2 separate regions of the Mus musculus genome follow, and region 1 is linked to region 2. Evidence: chromatin contacts called from public promoter capture Hi-C data. All regions are on one chromosome and are shown on one strand. Each heading gives the region's core, a stretch centred on a gene start, on an enhancer-like site or on the middle of the called end of the contact. The rest is flanking DNA. Distances are from core to core; before and after follow the strand shown.

Region 1 (3,635 bases), core at 577-3,076, 3.0 Mb after region 2:
TTTTTGTGAAAACAATGGAAACAAATTATTCTAGCATAAAAACAAAACTAAAAAGAAATCAATGACAGTTGTGCAAAATTTAGCCCTAAATGAAAGAATTTTGATTGCAATACTAACACGGTTAACAAGCAATCTTTGAAGAGACAAGATGAAACTTACTGGTGTGTCGATGAGGTTTAAAAGGTACTGTTTCCCTCCAAAGCTGTAAAACAGAGAGGCTGTCTGCGCCTTCACAGTGATTCCTCTTTCTCGTTCTACTTGTAATTTATCAAGAACCTGCTTGTTTTTCTTCGTCTTATCAATTGTTCCTAGAAATAGAAGCATTTACTAATTTCTCTGGGCTTTAAAACAAAAAAGCATTAAAAACAATTAACAGAAAATATTAAAGATGAATGCCTAAAGGTAAGATATTGCGGTAAAGCTAACTAACCAAGAGCAGAGAAGATAAAATACCTGTTAGCTCCAGGAGCCTGTCAGCTAAAGTGCTTTTGCCATGATCCACATGTGCAATGATACTGAAATTTCTAATGTCTTCAACAGGAAATCTAGACATGTCAGGTTTCTCCTAAGAAGGGAAGGGAATATCACAGTTAAGGGTATAAATTTTCCATAAAACAAAGTACAAATTCAAAGAAAAGTCTTTCCATCGATGGACAACTTCACGTATTGCAGTTTTGTAAGCTCCCCGCTCCCTAATAAAGATGTATGACTAAGCCTAACTACAAAGAACAAATTACAAAATACTTGACAAATATATCAGTTCCATAAACAAAGCTAAATATAAAATCCTTAAGTAATACTTCCTCACATATTGAGCTAATTGCAAATTTACTTTCATGGAGAGTGAAAGCCATATATAAGTCCTCAGGAGTCCAAGAATGCCTTATCAAGCAAAATCTCTTAGACACACCACATACTCCTGGAAATGGGTGTCTGAGCAAAACAGTCTGGGGTGTGAGTGTGTATGTGTGTGTGTGCGCGCGCGCGCTCCCTAGGCATATTCAGTTGATGAAACTGTCATGACTATAACATTTGTTTTAGCTTTCTATTTCTTACTTAGTGTAAGGCAGGTAAGGGTATGGAAAAATTATTCAAACAAAATGTAAAAGCTGCATTGTAGTCCCCCACCACGCATTTAGGACAAAGTGATGCAAACCCGCACGACTTTCGCAAACCCGCTCGACTTTCAAAAACCCTGAACGGTGACGAATACAAGTCCATTTTTCTAACCACAAGTCCCTTGCATGGGACTAAAATACTCCACGCCTTTGCATCCTCCAATCTTTGAAATTTGATAACTATCCCAACGCAGCAAAGAAGCTGCAGGATCGGATGCAAGTCAAGCCAGTTACTCAAGAAACGATAACTAAAACTTCAGGGAAATCGATGCTACAAAGGAGCAGCTTCTCGGAGGTTTTTAGAAATAGCACCCGCTCGTGAGCTACACCAGCCCTAAGCCGAGGAGCTAGCGGGCACGCTTCTGATGCGGGTGAAGCGCAGCCCACGCCGCGCCGGCGAGCAGCCGAGGATGCTCGCCCACCGTGCATGTGCTGAAGCCCTGCACCTTCCCCGGGTGATGGTCACCTTGAGCTCGGCCGCGCTGAAGAGCCTGCAGGCGGCCCTGGGCTCCGAGGCAGCCGCGTGCCGGGCCCCGGCGGCCCACGGCGCGAGAGCCCGCCCCACGAGCGCCCACATGCCTCGGCGGCGGCTCAGGGCCCAACCCGCCACGGAGACCACAAAGCCAGGGTCGCGCTCCGGCCTGAGCTGACACCGAGACCCAGGCCTGACGCGAAGCAAACGCGCCGCCTGCAGGTCGCGCCGCTTATGACGTCGACGCGTCTACGCGGGGGTCGAAAGGTCAGGGATGGGAGAGCTACAGGGACCGCGGGTGATACTGCCGGTCAAGCGCGTGTCCTGGTGTGACAGCCTTGAGAAAGCCACAGTCTAGGCGACCGGAGTCGGGTGTCGCATCACTCTCTGCGCTCACTCCAGCGAATACAATGGACAGGAGACGCCCTTGTGTGTGTGTGTGTGTGTGTGTGTGTGTGTGTGTGTATGTGTGTGCAGCGCAGGCCTCAGATGTGGAATCTCTAAAGTGTGTGTGCTCCACCAGATGGGGAAACAGTTCGAAGTCCCTCTACTCTGGGGCCATCAATGGCTGGGGAGTTCTTTTAAGAGACTTGCAGGAAAAACAAAAAACAAAACAAAACAAAAAACAGTTCATGGCTTCTACGAAGAAAATTATTTCATGCTTAGCCAATATGAAGTATAGATTTATTAATAAAAACAAAATGCATCAAAGGAGAAGGATGCTGGCTTCTCTTTGTCCATACAAAAGCAATTCTCACCTTAAAATAGGTAAGAGAATTTATTCTGGAGGCAAACATACCCATGTTTCCCAGGTTAGGATAACCCATAATTCTATTTTTCAATGAACTTTTTGTAGTGACACAACAACAACAACAACAAAGTCATAGGAAAAAGTATTTTTCAAGTACATTGATAAAACATTGTTACAACACAGCTTAGAACTAGACTTAATAGTATTCAATAGGTTTAAATCTGTGTGTCAGGATATTAAGTCTAGCATTATCTTCTAGTCACAGGATGGATACCTCTCTGTCCTTTAAGGCGTATCCCTTAGTTTTCTACCACCTTTTCTCAAATAGCCAAATTCACTATCCCATCTTCTAGAAAGCCAGGACATGTTTCCTGAACATGGTCTAAACAATTGAGGTGGCTGTAACATTTTTTAACTTCTGCAGTTTCTCAAAAACCTCCTTCAAAATACTAACATATAACTGCCCATCTCTAGACTCTGATTGTCCCTAACATTTATTGGCATGCCTCTCTCAGGACTGTTCCCTTGTCTAACTAACCAATTCAACTTTCTTGTAGTCAAGGACCCTGGTTCAGGTACGACTTGCTGTGACCTGCACAACTTTGGGATTGTCTTGACTGGGGCAGTGGGGAATGAAGAAACAACAGACACATGTACAGAAAAGCTAGGATTGGGTTGGGCTGTGTGTTCTGATGACACACTAGTAGCCTGGAAAATAAGAAGGCTTACATAGGCTAAAGGAGGAGGCAGGTTAGCTAATCTTGATTGTGGTGTCTCTGAAGTGCAGCACTCTAGGTTGTAGTCACTCAGGAGGAAGAAGCTGTAGTTGATAACTTCTTTACATACACTGTCTACATCCTTGTAGGACCTTGGCATTGCCATGGGTCTGAAGCATTGACAGTTGTGAGGTGATCATGTTCATGTTAACAATCTATATTCACTAAGGACTTCATCTGCTTCCCACAGCCTCTGACTATCTACCCAGGGAATGGTGCTGCCCACAGTGACCAGAGCCCTCCTACATCAATTAACAATCAAGACAAACTCCTCAGACACACCCACAGGCCAATCTGACCTGCCTTATCACTCCAATGAGACTCTCTTCTCAGGTGACACTAGGCTTTGTCAAGTTAATAGTAAAATCTAATGGCCAGATGAGAACCCCTCTCTGAGGAATTCATAGTTTAAGTTCTCTTCCATCCTAGTTAGGGTTTCCATTGCTATGAAGAGACACCATGACTAAAACACTTATAAAGCAAATATTTAAGTGGGTCTAGCTTACAGTGTCAGAGGT
Region 2 (3,440 bases), core at 252-2,751:
CAATCATCATATGTCTAAGAGAGGAGGCCAGGAGTCACTTTACCTAGTTGCAACCCAGGCCCTGCTGGAGTGTTGAAAAAGATTTTTTTGGTGTCATTTATTTATTAAAAATTGGTTTCAATGATGAGACTCCACATGTTATTAAACAGGTATGTAAAAGAAAAGGAAGGAATGCTTGTTTGAAGCTCTCGATAAATATTAGAATAGTTTATAACTAATGTTTGGAGGACTGGAGGGAATGTGTTCTCAGGAAGGTTTAGTATGGAGATTTGGACAATGTGCTAACGCAGATCTGTGCTACACACCAAGGTTCTATGAGGGTCTCCTTATCATCAGCCACCTCAATATTCCCTCGACATTTACTGGTTTTGGATGAATTATAGGCCATGATGTAATACCTATGTACAAGAAATTAAAAACATGATAGAATTAAAGCTTAGTTTCAGCACAATTACCTCTCTATGCTTTAGTTTTCCCAGTGGTAAAATTGGAATGATAAATAAGGTTATTTTGAATAAAAAAAAATATTGACACAATGGACATGATGATGAAGGCCTGGAGCCCCAACAACTTCTAAGGCTGTGGTGAGAGAATCATGAGTTCAAGAACAGCCTAGATAATATTAAAAAAACTCATCTCAATAAATTATAAGTGTAAAACTTTGTATATGTGCAAACACACACACACACACAGACACACACACATATATATGTAAATATTTTGTACACTCCTGGACACATTGAATGGCATCTAAATATATTTGTGGTAAATGTTGGGAAATTAACTAAGCTGAAGGGTAATTTAAGGATTGTATAACTTCAAATATCAACAAAAATTCAGCTCATTTTCCAAGAGACCACTAAATGAATTTCTGCAATCTATACGTAAAGATTAGCTGCTGGCTTTCAGTTATTTTCCTTAATGAATCTACTGGAGGGAGCAGCCTTGAAAGGAAAAGAAGCAGTCTCTAAGGGAAAGCTTGTTTTAAAGTATAAAAGGTGGTTAATACTAGGGGCTAGATTTCATTGTGAGTTCTGAAAGCTTTCTCCACTCAAACCATTTTTTCCTACAATGCTCCCGTGGCTCTTCTGATCCTGCTCCCCATGGCGTCTTCTGTTTTCTAAGTACTTCCTGGACGAGGACCTGCCTGCTACCTGCAAGCAGCAAGACTATGGCGAGAACAACTGTTTGTGAATTTTGCCCTCTCTGAATCCTGAAACCTCGCGTATTTCCTGGGAGCAGCCGCCAGTAGCAGCATGCTCCCGGCACGCCCACCAACGGAGGCGTCTACTTTTCATGAGCCTCGGAACACTCTGGGAAATGTAGTTCCCCAAAGGCCGCGAACGACCGCGCATGCGCACTGAGCATTCCTTCGTCTCTTCCGGGAAAAAAAAAAAAAAAAAAAAAAGCTGCCTCGCTGCCACGCATTCTGCGGTCCGCGGGCGGAGGCTTCTGGGAGTTGTAGTCCCTGGCGGTGGGCGCCGTCGGTAAGGAGACGTAGCTTTTCGGTGCGGTCCACTTCAGCAGTTGGTTCCCGGCCGCGGCCGCGGCCGCACGGTCAGTTCGCGTTTCTGTGCCTACCGCACTTCTCCTGAGGCTGAGGAGAATTTCCCGTGGCTGGGTTTTTCCTGTCCCGGGTGGGCTCCTCGTGGCTCCGTGCTTCTTTTCTGCCCTCCGTCTTTTCCCTCCTCGCCCGTCGCTCGAGCCTGGGCTTGGCGGGACTCGCCCTCGGGAGACACAGGGCCGCAACCTCCTCAGACCCGGGTCTCCGTGTCGCGGGGTCCGTCCGCACCCAGCCTGACCCTGCGGTCCCTCGGCAGCCGCCTCCATCCTCGGACGCCCGTTCACGCTCCTTCTCCTTTATCTCTCCGCTGCAGGGATGGACGCTCCCTGGCGCCAGGTGGCCGCTGGCCGAGGCCGAGCCCGAGGACGGGCCACCGCAGTGCCCCTCTCAGGAAATGGAGTCCCTTTTGGTGGCGCTGGAGGAGGGCGAGCCAAAGGGTCTGGGGGCGCGGTGTCTTCGGGCCCCGGCCCCGGGGGAGCAGCAGCTCTGGCCCCTGCGGGTCGCGGGCAGCGCTCAGCTGGAGGCGAAGCCCCGCAGCCCCCGGGGGCCCGGGGTGAGGATGGCTCAGGTGAGGATGGCTCGGGTCTCCCGCCCCACCAAACTCCCCAAGTCACTTCCCTACTTATCGCTGGCTGCCAGGGCCCTCCAAGTCTCTCATTCACTTTTTAACAGCTCCCGGAGTTTAGTCTCAGGGAACCGTCTCCATTCAGGCAGATTTTCATCTCATCGCTTGCATCCTCATTTTAATTGATAATTGCCTTTGTTAGTCACTTTCTTCAATTGTGTGCAGCTGATTTGGTTAACTCAGTAAATGGATCGCCAGAGTTTGTTTTCTTTTATAATCTAAGATGTTTAACATCTGTCGTAAAATAGGACCTTGTGCTTTCGCATCTGTGTGTATGGTAACAGCAAGCTAGGCTAAGGTCTCAGAATTCCATTTACGAACAGATTGGGAACTCCATTCTTCATTAATCAACTCGACTTTCAAGACCAGTTGTTGATAGCCATCTTTCCCAGGCTACCTGACTTTTTGGACCCTGTAAGCGTTTTGGTTGTTGTTTTTAACTGATCCCAGTGCAGAAATTCCATGTCTTTCCATGATGTATCAGGTGTTGCCACGATGGATTTGCCAATAGCCTTGGTCCAAGATCTTTTAGGGCGACGTTGAGAGTGTTTATACATAACACTCCAGATAAAAGAGAGTGGTCCCTGAAAGTGTTTTGTGTTTGGAAGGTATTTTTTCAGAAGAGGTTTAAAATTTTTATTTCTGAAATTATAGTAGAATTGCATCAGTTCTCCCTTCCTGCTAGGAGCAAAATTGAGTCTCTGCGTGGGGTTTCCCAGGGTAACTTGAAAGTTAGTTTGCGTTGATTTTGCTGGCAATTGGTCAGTTAATCATAGAGGTGCAGTGTGCTATTTAGAGACCTATGAACAAGTTGGTAAGCTGGCTTGGGTTTTGTGGATAGTAGGAAAGCAAGCATTCTCTACATAGTATATAGTATATAGTATATAGTATATAGTATATAGTATATAGTATATAGTATATAGTGTATAGTGTATAGTATAAAGTATATAGTAGTTGACATTTGTGAGGAAGGAATAAGTTAAGACAATTACCTGGTCACTTTGTGTGGTGACATTCTTCCAAATGGTACTAGGTACATACATGTACCAAGTGTCATCTCTTCCCAATTCAGCTTTTTTTAACAACCCCCCCCCCCCGGCTCATTCCCAGAGATTAATGACCTCCTTGTAATTTTGAGATGTCTCACAGCAGTTACTGCTCTTCTTTTTCTGTGTTCTCAAAGATTTCTAAAGAAAGCCTCATATACATTATCTTCCGTTTTTACCCAAAACAGTCTGTTTTGGTTGATAG

The links. Promoter capture Hi-C pulls out the DNA fragments that hold promoters and counts their contacts.
Region 1: a contact with region 2 is called in a promoter capture Hi-C map of pre-B cells. The contact joins the promoter of Guf1 here to the promoter of Nfxl1 in region 2. A contact is called at or near these places in 16 of 39 promoter capture datasets (the 3T3-L1 cell line, 3T3-L1-derived adipocytes, the C10 cell line and 11 more), 1 of 115 datasets of contacts at active chromatin or transcription factors (astrocytes) and 1 of 9 other capture datasets (adipose tissue).

What each region holds. Positions count from the first base shown.
Region 1 is chr5:69,555,115-69,558,749 of GRCm38.p6, reverse strand. It overlaps Guf1 (GUF1 homolog, GTPase), which reads right to left and starts at 1,826. Exons shown (of 17, transcript NM_172711.3): 1 at 1,585-1,826; 2 at 454-565; 3 at 160-308. The coding sequence starts at 1,695.
Region 2 is chr5:72,557,706-72,561,145 of GRCm38.p6, reverse strand. It overlaps Nfxl1 (nuclear transcription factor, X-box binding-like 1), which reads left to right and starts at 1,501. Exons shown (of 23, transcript NM_133921.3): 1 at 1,501-1,557; 2 at 1,878-2,132. The coding sequence starts at 1,880.